Regions from separate parts of the Mus musculus genome. Here region 2 is linked to region 1. The links are chromatin contacts, called in public HiChIP or PLAC-seq maps. All regions are on one chromosome and are shown on one strand. The core of a region is the stretch at or near the end of the contact, and the rest is flanking DNA. Distances in the headings are between cores, read along the strand shown.

Evidence for each region. HiChIP or PLAC-seq counts read pairs in DNA pulled down with a chosen protein or histone mark.
Region 2: a contact with region 1 is called in an HNF4G HiChIP or PLAC-seq map of pancreatic cancer cells. The contact joins two enhancer-like sites. A contact is called at or near these places in 13 of 39 promoter capture datasets (the 3T3-L1 cell line, the C10 cell line, the HPC-7 cell line and 8 more), 1 of 15 datasets of contacts at CTCF or cohesin (large pre-B cells), 33 of 484 Hi-C or Micro-C datasets (B cells, the C2C12 cell line, CD4 T cells and 22 more), 5 of 115 datasets of contacts at active chromatin or transcription factors (astrocytes, bone marrow-derived dendritic cells, bone marrow-derived macrophages and 2 more) and 3 of 9 other capture datasets (embryonic stem cells, liver and macrophages).

Annotation. Positions count from the first base shown.
Region 1 is chr1:131,284,506-131,288,739 of GRCm38.p6, reverse strand. It overlaps Srgap2 (SLIT-ROBO Rho GTPase activating protein 2), which reads left to right. Exons shown (of 23, transcript NM_001081011.2): 23 at 1-3,489. The region is part of intron 1 of Gm51644 (a long non-coding RNA gene); the gene reads right to left. Among named protein-coding and RNA genes, the nearest start is that of Ikbke, 7.1 kb to the right of the region's middle. Within about 2 kb of position 1,654, at least 70 of the 459 cell types and tissues checked have an H3K27ac peak or open chromatin away from gene starts, as enhancers often do. A contact at or near this core is called in the STO cell line, bone marrow-derived dendritic cells, bone marrow-derived macrophages and 4 more, where this site is marked.
Region 2 is chr1:131,758,007-131,762,045 of GRCm38.p6, reverse strand. Slc26a9 (solute carrier family 26, member 9) reads right to left here. Exons shown (of 21, transcript NM_177243.4): 10 at 3,462-3,575; 11 at 3,210-3,287; 12 at 2,553-2,648; 13 at 234-340. Among named protein-coding and RNA genes, the nearest start is that of Slc26a9, 16 kb to the right of the region's middle. Within about 2 kb of position 1,830, at least 63 of the 459 cell types and tissues checked have an H3K27ac peak or open chromatin away from gene starts, as enhancers often do. A contact at or near this core is called in the STO cell line, bone marrow-derived dendritic cells, bone marrow-derived macrophages and 4 more, where this site is marked.

The DNA of each region.
Region 1 (4,234 bases), core at 405-2,904:
GGCCTTTGAGATCTCTGTCATAAACATTTAGCAGAATGGGACAGTCCTGTGACCTGCCGTGCGGGTGGGATTCTGTCTTCTTCCTCTTGCTGTGAGGGAGCCACCGGTTGTTTGCATTTGCTCTGCTCCATGCTGTAGAAGTGCATCCTAGTCTTATCTCGGAGCTTTGGAAGTTTTTCTGAACATAGAGACTTTTCTTCCGTTCCTGTCTTTGTCTCTGACACACCATTTTCCATGTAAGATGTTTTCCAATATAAGACAGTTCTATAGCTAGCTCCTTTTAGAGTAAAAAGTCTTAAAGTTTTATTGTGTTTATGGCAGATTTAAAAAGGGTAGGAAATGAGTCCTTCTTTCTCCCACTATTTTTGGCATCTGATACTTTTAAAATTTGCCATTCCATTAAAAAAAATTAAGTTGCTCTCTGCTAATCCAAAAATTGGGCCCAGATTAAAACTATTTCAAGTTCACCTCTTGGCTTAGTTTTGTTATAAAGCTCTCGGGATGAACAGGGGCTTGAAAATCCCTCGATAAATTCTAGAAGTGCTGCCTCTTGAAACTGTTTTTTGTTTATCCAAACAAGGGTGACTAAGGGAACTTTGACCTCCACCAACTCAAAACTGTTTTCCCAAAACCAGAATCTTAAAAAAGGGAAAAACTGAATGTGTCACATTGGGTCCTGCCTTTGACCTTTTTCTACCGTTAGATGCTCTCCCAACCTACAAGCCTGGTGCTTGAAACACTGGCTCTTTTACATCGTGCTTCCCCAGGAGCACCAGAGCTAGGAAATCACACCATGGGATCATGTGTTTCAACAGCTCCCTGCCGCTCAGGCTCATTCTCTGTTTCCTGGCTTGAATGCTATGCTTTTATTTTAACTGTATTGTTTTCTATAGTTCAAGAGAGATGGGTTTGTCATTTGGGTTGGAATCTCTGAGTGTTCTTAGCTTTGGGCTAGAAATGATCCTTTTGGACCAACTTGTGAAGCTGGCAGTTGAATCTGTAGAAAGTGGTGGATGCCTCTCTCTGAGTGAAGGGAATGGGGAGCTTGAAGGAGTCACTAACGAGAAGAGTAACTTGCAGCACCAGGAAGACTGCCCCCTGAGCTAGAGCAGAGAGAGCTTGAGTGGTGTGAGTCTGACTGCATGGGGCACCCCTTGGTCCTTTGGATGTCTGATCCTTGCTGTGCTTTTTACTGACCTGGGCTTGTACTGCTCCTGAGCCAATAGGGGCTTCCAGACCCAAGGATCCGTTTCCTTGATGACTAAGAAGCCCCACCCTTCCCTTTTTACATTCCTCCTAACCTAAGTGAGCAGAGTTTCCACCCTGCCCTACATCCTCTCTCCAGGCACTACCCTCTAAGAAGGTAAAAGCAAAGGTTCTTGAAGACCATGCTTTGGGCCTGTACTTTCCTTCTTGCCTTCTCTCTTAATCCTGTACATTATTTGTGTTTTTTCATCCCTTTGGTCCGATGTCCATCTGCTGATTTGCATAATGAACTGGACAGTGTACAAGTGGTTCCCTACTAACCCCAGCTCTGGGAGCCTAGCTGTCTTCCTTATCTCTGGTGCTTCTGACGCCTGTGAGACGGTCCTGTTAGAAGGAGTAGGAACCAGAAGGAGGAGAGTCCTCCGCAGCAGAGCTCACTTCAACTGGAATTGAGGTTGCACACTGTGATTTCACAACCAAAAGCCAAAAGGAGCCGGCCACCCCAGGCCTTAGGCAACCAGCCTTCCTCAAATAGGCTTGCCTGAAACCAGCATGATGTTTCCAAGAGCCCTGCTCTGCCCCTCGTGGCATGGATCCTTTCCCTGGTGTGGACTTAAGTCTCTGGGGAAGAAAAGTGGGTGGGGCTACCAGCATCCCAGTTTGGAAAGTAGAGGAGTTTGCCACCAGCAGCTTAGAAACTGGAAATGCTGGTCTCTGCCAGCCTCCTCAGGCCACCCTCATTTATCCCCAAGGAGATGAGAAATCCTTCCAGTACCAGGATGAACAGACCACTGGAAGGGCTGGTGTGCATGGACTTCAGTTCAGAAGAGAACTTAGATCTTCCAGGGAACTGCAGTGTTGTGGCGTCTGATTTGTATGTCACATTTGTGTAAAATGGTATGTTCTTTAAAATGGTGTTGATAACTGGAATATTGTATGTATGCTTGAAGATGCTTTGTGCGAACCTAAGACTCACTCAGCCAATGCTGGATTGGGAAAAATCCAAAGCACAACTTCAAAATAAAATACATTTTTAGGTTTTGCCGCTGTACGTCACCTCCCTTCCCCTCTCCCTGAAAGCAGTGAAGTAACAAAGTCTGAGCCTTGCAACAGTAGGAACTAGGTGACTTTGAGTGCCACCTCCTTTCCCCTCTACAGCATTACTCCCATTTAGCCCATGTGTGGAGCCTCAGAGAGTTTGAAGGAAGTCTCCAGCATACTATTCACCAGTCCGTGGTTGTAAGAACTTCCCTCAACAGAACCCACCTTTTGTTTTCAATGCGGACGGCTTTCATTTCCAGCTTTATGATCAGCGTTCCCCACTTGAAAGCCTAGCCAGGCCATGGTGATGCATGCCTGTAATCCCAGTATGGAGACATGTGGATCTATGCGAGATGGAGGCCAGCCTGATCTACAGAGTGAGTGCCAGGACATCTGGGGCTACACAGAGAAGCCAGCCCTGTCTTGGGGGAGGGGGGGAAGAAAGAAAAGAAAAGAAAAAGAAAGAAAGAAAGGAAGGAAGAAAGGAAGAAAGAAAGACAGACAGACCTATGAAACTGGTTGGAAACTTACCAACTATAACTAAGGGTTGCCAGACAGCTCTGTAGTTTAAGTTTGCCTGCATGCATGTCTGCATAGTAAATGTATGCAGTGACATGGAGGTCAGAAGTAGGCATCAGGTCCTCTGGAACTGAACAGACACAGCAGACAGTTTTGAGCCACCATGTAGGGCTGGAAACTGAACTCTGGTCATCTGCAAGAACAATCAGTGCTCTGAACTGCTGAGCCATCTCTCCAGTCTGCCAATGGAATGGCTATTGTCTTTCACAGCTAGATCCCCAAGTCTGCCTTTGGCTATCCCTGTATATGGAAAAAGGTCTGACTGACAGGTCTGTCTTGCTGCCGGTGGAGGTGGAGAGTACAGGGAGACTTCCACTCGCTTAGAGATAGATGCCTTGTGTTTTAATAGAAAATGAACATGATGGTGGAGTTCATAAAAAGTAACAGCTGGTTTCTCTACCACATATCCTGCCAAGAGATGTTCCAGAAGCCCAAAGCAATGGAGCCAGCCAGTCATGGACTGAAACCTCCAAACTTGTCCCCTGGAGGCTTCCAGATAAGGAAAAACTGAGTCTGCAGTGTGTGTGTGTGTAAATGTACATATACATTGTCAGATTCATAGAGATTACTTGCCTCTGCCTCCTGAGTGCTGAAATTAAAAGCATGCACCACCATGCCCTTCACAATTATTTTTTTCTAAGATGTTGCTGAATTCTTAAAACAGCACCTTTGTCCTTGTCCTGTCTACTTGATGAATTTATGGACAGACCAGCTTAGCACTCTTTCCTATCCTGCACACAGATTCTGCCTTGTATGGGGCTATTTGACTCCTTACACCATGAGTTGCTTTCCTGTCCCAGGTAAGAGCAAGTGTGCACACATGCCTGTGCACACACATATTTAACATTTGAGAAATTCAGAAAGTGTGTGTGATCATGTTCATCCTGCCCCAGTTCTTCCCAGACTCGTCCCCTCTTCCTAATCTTCCCTACCTAACCTTGCCCACCCCCATCAAGGATGGTTGGTGCTGCCCCATGTTCTTGGCTGTGTGGCCTTCCACTGGAGCATGGTCTGCTTGTCAGGGACTGCACTCTTAGAACTGACCCTCTCTTTCCCAGATGCTAGCAATAACCTCTCACTCCTCTGCTAGGGGTGGGACGTAATGTCCAACTCCCTCTGCGTGCTGAGATCTGGTCTGGTTTGTGTTTGTGCAGGTCTTGTGCAATGCATACATTTCTAATAAACAGATGCCAGATTTAAAAAAGCAGCAAAATGCCGTGAGAGATAACAAATTAGAATGAATTCCACAAAACCTGGAGTCAACATTGATTTTTAGAGCACTTATTATAATAGGAGACATCCCTAAGGATAAGTCAAACAAGCCTGACATGTTTATTAGCATTATCTGTGTTCAGTGGTGACCCAGGGAATTCTACTCCAGCTGGGGCATGGACACCTTCCTCTTAGA
Region 2 (4,039 bases), core at 581-3,080, 470 kb before region 1:
AACCATGCTGGTTTGCTCTGAGGTTTTAGGGTACAGAAATTAGGTAGCTTAGTCTATGCCCACTGTCTTGGCCGAACTCTGTACTTCTGAGGTCTGGTAGCATGTCCCTGTGCTGGGCCCAGAAGGCAGAATGTACAGTGTGCTATGTATGCTACGTCTTGGCATGGGAGTCCCCTTGCAGACTGGTCCAGCAACCCCATACTGTGCCTGGGAGGGGCGGGGTTGTCACTTACAACTGGGTCTGGAAGATCACAACCAGGATGGAGAAGGCTACACCCACTGCGACACCGTAGGGCAGGCTCAGGAAGAACGAGGAGAGGAAGCTCACCACCCAGACACACTGTGAGGAGAAGGATGTCAAAGGCAGCCCGGGGTGAAAAACTGCCTCTTTCAGGAAGTCCTCAGGATTAGTCAAGGTCCTGGTTACCCTGCCCAGCTCAGATCTCTTCTGCTCTTGCTTCATTTTTGCAGTGAGTCACGTACTGGCGCTTTGCTTTGTTTGCCTGCTTCTCTTATACCAAGTGCAGCTCATGACCTTTTCCCCCCTCCAGAGCCAATGATTGGATACAGGGCCTCATATACCAGACAAGTACCCTACCATTGAGCTCCACCCCTACCTCACCCCTACCTTGGTCTAGTTTTAAAAATAGAAATCTAGCCTTCTATTTTAATAGAATACAGAAGTGTGAGCAGAGAGGGCGCATGAGCAGAGTAAGAAGAGCGTGCCCCCGGGTCAGGTGCACCCAGGTTCCAAGCTGGGTTCTGAACTGTATAGCCGGGAGAGCCGGTTTCCTAGTCCACACAAGGGAAAATGAAGTCCACTCTGCAAGAAGACCGGGGTGTCAGAGAGTCTCTGGTCCTAGACTTGCAGTGTGTTATGGATGTGAGCTCTCTTCCTATCTAACAGTGAGGTGTCCATGCTTTGATGGGAACTCAGCTCCTGAACAGAAAGTGTGGGGCAGGTCTCCTGGTCGGGTGTGTTCTCCCTTAAGGGCCCCCAGGGAGCTTCTAAATGGCTCTAAAGCTGTGCTTCTCAACCTTCCGAATCTGTAACCCTTTAATGTTATGGTGACCTCCAACCATAAAATTATTTTGTTGCTACTTTAAAACTATAATTTTGCTACTGATATCATCTGATGTATAGTGTATGATGATGATACATTAATGATACACACGATGATAATCATAATTAACTATTTGATATACGGGATATCTAATATGTGACCCCTGTGAAAGGACCGCTGGATTCCCAACAGGGGTCATTACCCACAGGTTGAGACTTGCTGTTAAAGGGGGTCAGTCTCTGTTGGGAATTTCTGTAGAAGCCCACTGAAGATCAAGTCACATGACAACATCACATGGCTACCAGGGACTACGGCCAAAGCCAGGAGATGGATGCCAGGTGGTAAAAGCCGATCCTTGGGAATTAGCTGGGAATTAGAGCATCTAGTTTCTTCCTGTCTCCTCTGCTCACTGGGAGTCCCCAAAGGGACCACACATTTTCTAACTTTAAAGACTTCCTTCCCTCCATGGTGCAGGCAAGCCTCTGCCTTCTAGAGGCAGGACAGCCCAGAAGTCTGGAGCCCAGCAGGAAGTTTCCAGCTAGACCCTGGCACTTGCTTCCTCCACCGCCTCTGCCATTCTGAGCCTGACTTTTGTCATCCTCAATCGGGTTTAGTAAGTCTCTGGGCTATGGTGGGTGGGCTAAGGTAGAAACAGGACAGCATTGTCAGTATGCTGGAGCTTTTATCAGTCCTGCCTGTGAAGGCACAGCTGCAGTATGAAGTCACACTCGAAGGATGTTTACGTAGTATGGTGCTTTCCCATTGTGATTCAGTTAACCTCAGAGCCAGTATATAATGCAGAGCACAAGTTCATCCCACAAATAGAGGAGGAAGTAGAACCCTAGAGAAGCCTAGAAACTTGCTCAGGAGCCCAGTCTTTATGTTCTAAGCTTTTTTTTTTCTTCCTTCCTTCACAGAATGATCTTTTTTTTAATTGGAGGGGGCACAGTAAATTATAAAAGTAATAGATACTAAGTTTTGTTGATGACGCACGTTAACCCAGACCACATGCAGTTTTGCGAGTATGAACCCATCTTCTTCATAAGCCATCCCAAAGTGGAGAGAGCACGTGTCTACTTCAGAGGTGCGGGAGCTGAGGGCCAGGGAAGTGAAAGAATTTGCTATTGGCTACAGAGCCAGGGAGTGGTTGAACAAAGAGTGCCTCTCTCCACAGCTTGGCTTCTCAAGCCCTGGGGTCTGGGGAACAGCAGACAAAAGGGCTTTGCATCAGGCCAGAGCTGCAGGTTACAGGAGGGCAGGACATACACAGACACACTTACACAGTCCACACACACACACACACTTACACAGTACACACACACACTTACACAGTACACACACACACACACACACACACACACACTTACATAGTCCACACACACACACACACACACACACTTACATAGTCCACACACACACACACACACACACACACACACACACACTTACACAGTCCACACACACACACACACACACACACACACTTACACAGTCTAGCTTACTCTTCCTCCAGAGGTAGTAGGGGTCAGTGAGCTGCTTCAGGGAGTTCTTGAGATTGACAGCGATCAGGGCACCTAGCACAGCCTGGAGAAGCAGAACATTGCCACGTGTCATTTGAGATATCCCCATCACCCTGGCCTTCCTACACATGCCTGACCCTGGAGTCTGGCAGGACAAGGCAAAAGTTCCAGAATTCTTTCCCCAAATTCCTCCTCAATCTGAGGATTGGCAAGTGTAGCCTCTGGAGCCACACACTTCGTTCTGGGCCCAGTTTTACATTTCTCCTCTCCCTGCATCCTTGGATGGCTCACACCTTAACATCTTTGTGAGAGGCTCTGAGGGTGCCCTGAAATACCAGATACCTTGCCCACTATTCTCCTGCCTAGGAATAAAACTCCCAGAAAGCCGGAGGTTGGAATCAGTAACACACTACCCAGCAGCCGTCTCACCGACAAGCCAGACAGTCAGCTTCAGTCTCCCCCTCACCCATACAATGGAGGAATAAAATTTACATAATTTACTTCGTAGGATAACGGAAACCAAAGGTGACAGTGATGGCCAACCAAGCGCTACTCCCACTCATAGGGATTGTTTTGCTGCAGGCGGTCACTGTTCCCCCAGTCTCCCCCTCAGTTGGGCTCTTACCTTGGGGAGAGGGTACAGATAGGATCCCAGGACCAGCATGGTGATCATCACCACCAGAGACACACACAAGCTGGCCACCTAGTCAGGGAAAGAGCTGGGGTGAGCGGGCTTGCTGACTTGGCTGCTTCCCAGCTGATCATTGGGTAGAATGGAAGCTAGCTGGGTAAGGCTGGCATGCCCATGGCCCCTGAACTTCTCAGGGACAGTTACTCTCTTTTCACTCCTACCCCAGTTCCCTGAGACAAAGCTTACCTGGGATTTCCCTCCAGCCCCATCCACAGCCAGTGTGACTGAGAGAGCGCAGCAAATGACGTGGATCTTGAAAAAGGAGCCGAAGAAGTTGCTACAGCCCAGGGCAATCATCTCCTGTGGAGAGATAGCAGGGTTGGTTGGGAGGGAGTAGGGCTGACCTACCCCGTACCCCTGAGCCCTGCCAGGGGCAGCTGGAGATACCTGTCATCTGTGTGAGGAGGGCCAGGGGCCTATGGTTAGGAAGGGCCAGTAATGCCATACAACCATAAGCACTCAAAAGGCTAGCCTCATGGCTGGGGAGATGGTTCAGCAGGTAAAATATGCCTCATGGACATGAGGACCTGGGTTCAGACCTCCAGCTCCTATGTGAAAAAGTTAAACATGGGATCCCAGTGCTGAGGAGGCTGAGACAGGAGGATTCCCAGAGCTTACGGGTTAGACAATGTAGCCAGTCAGTGAGCTCTAGTTCAGTGAGGGACTCTGTCCGCTCCCTCCCCCGAAAAGGTTGGAAAGTGATAGAGGAAGACATTAAATAGTATCCTCTGGCCTCCATAGGTAGCACACACATACATGTATAT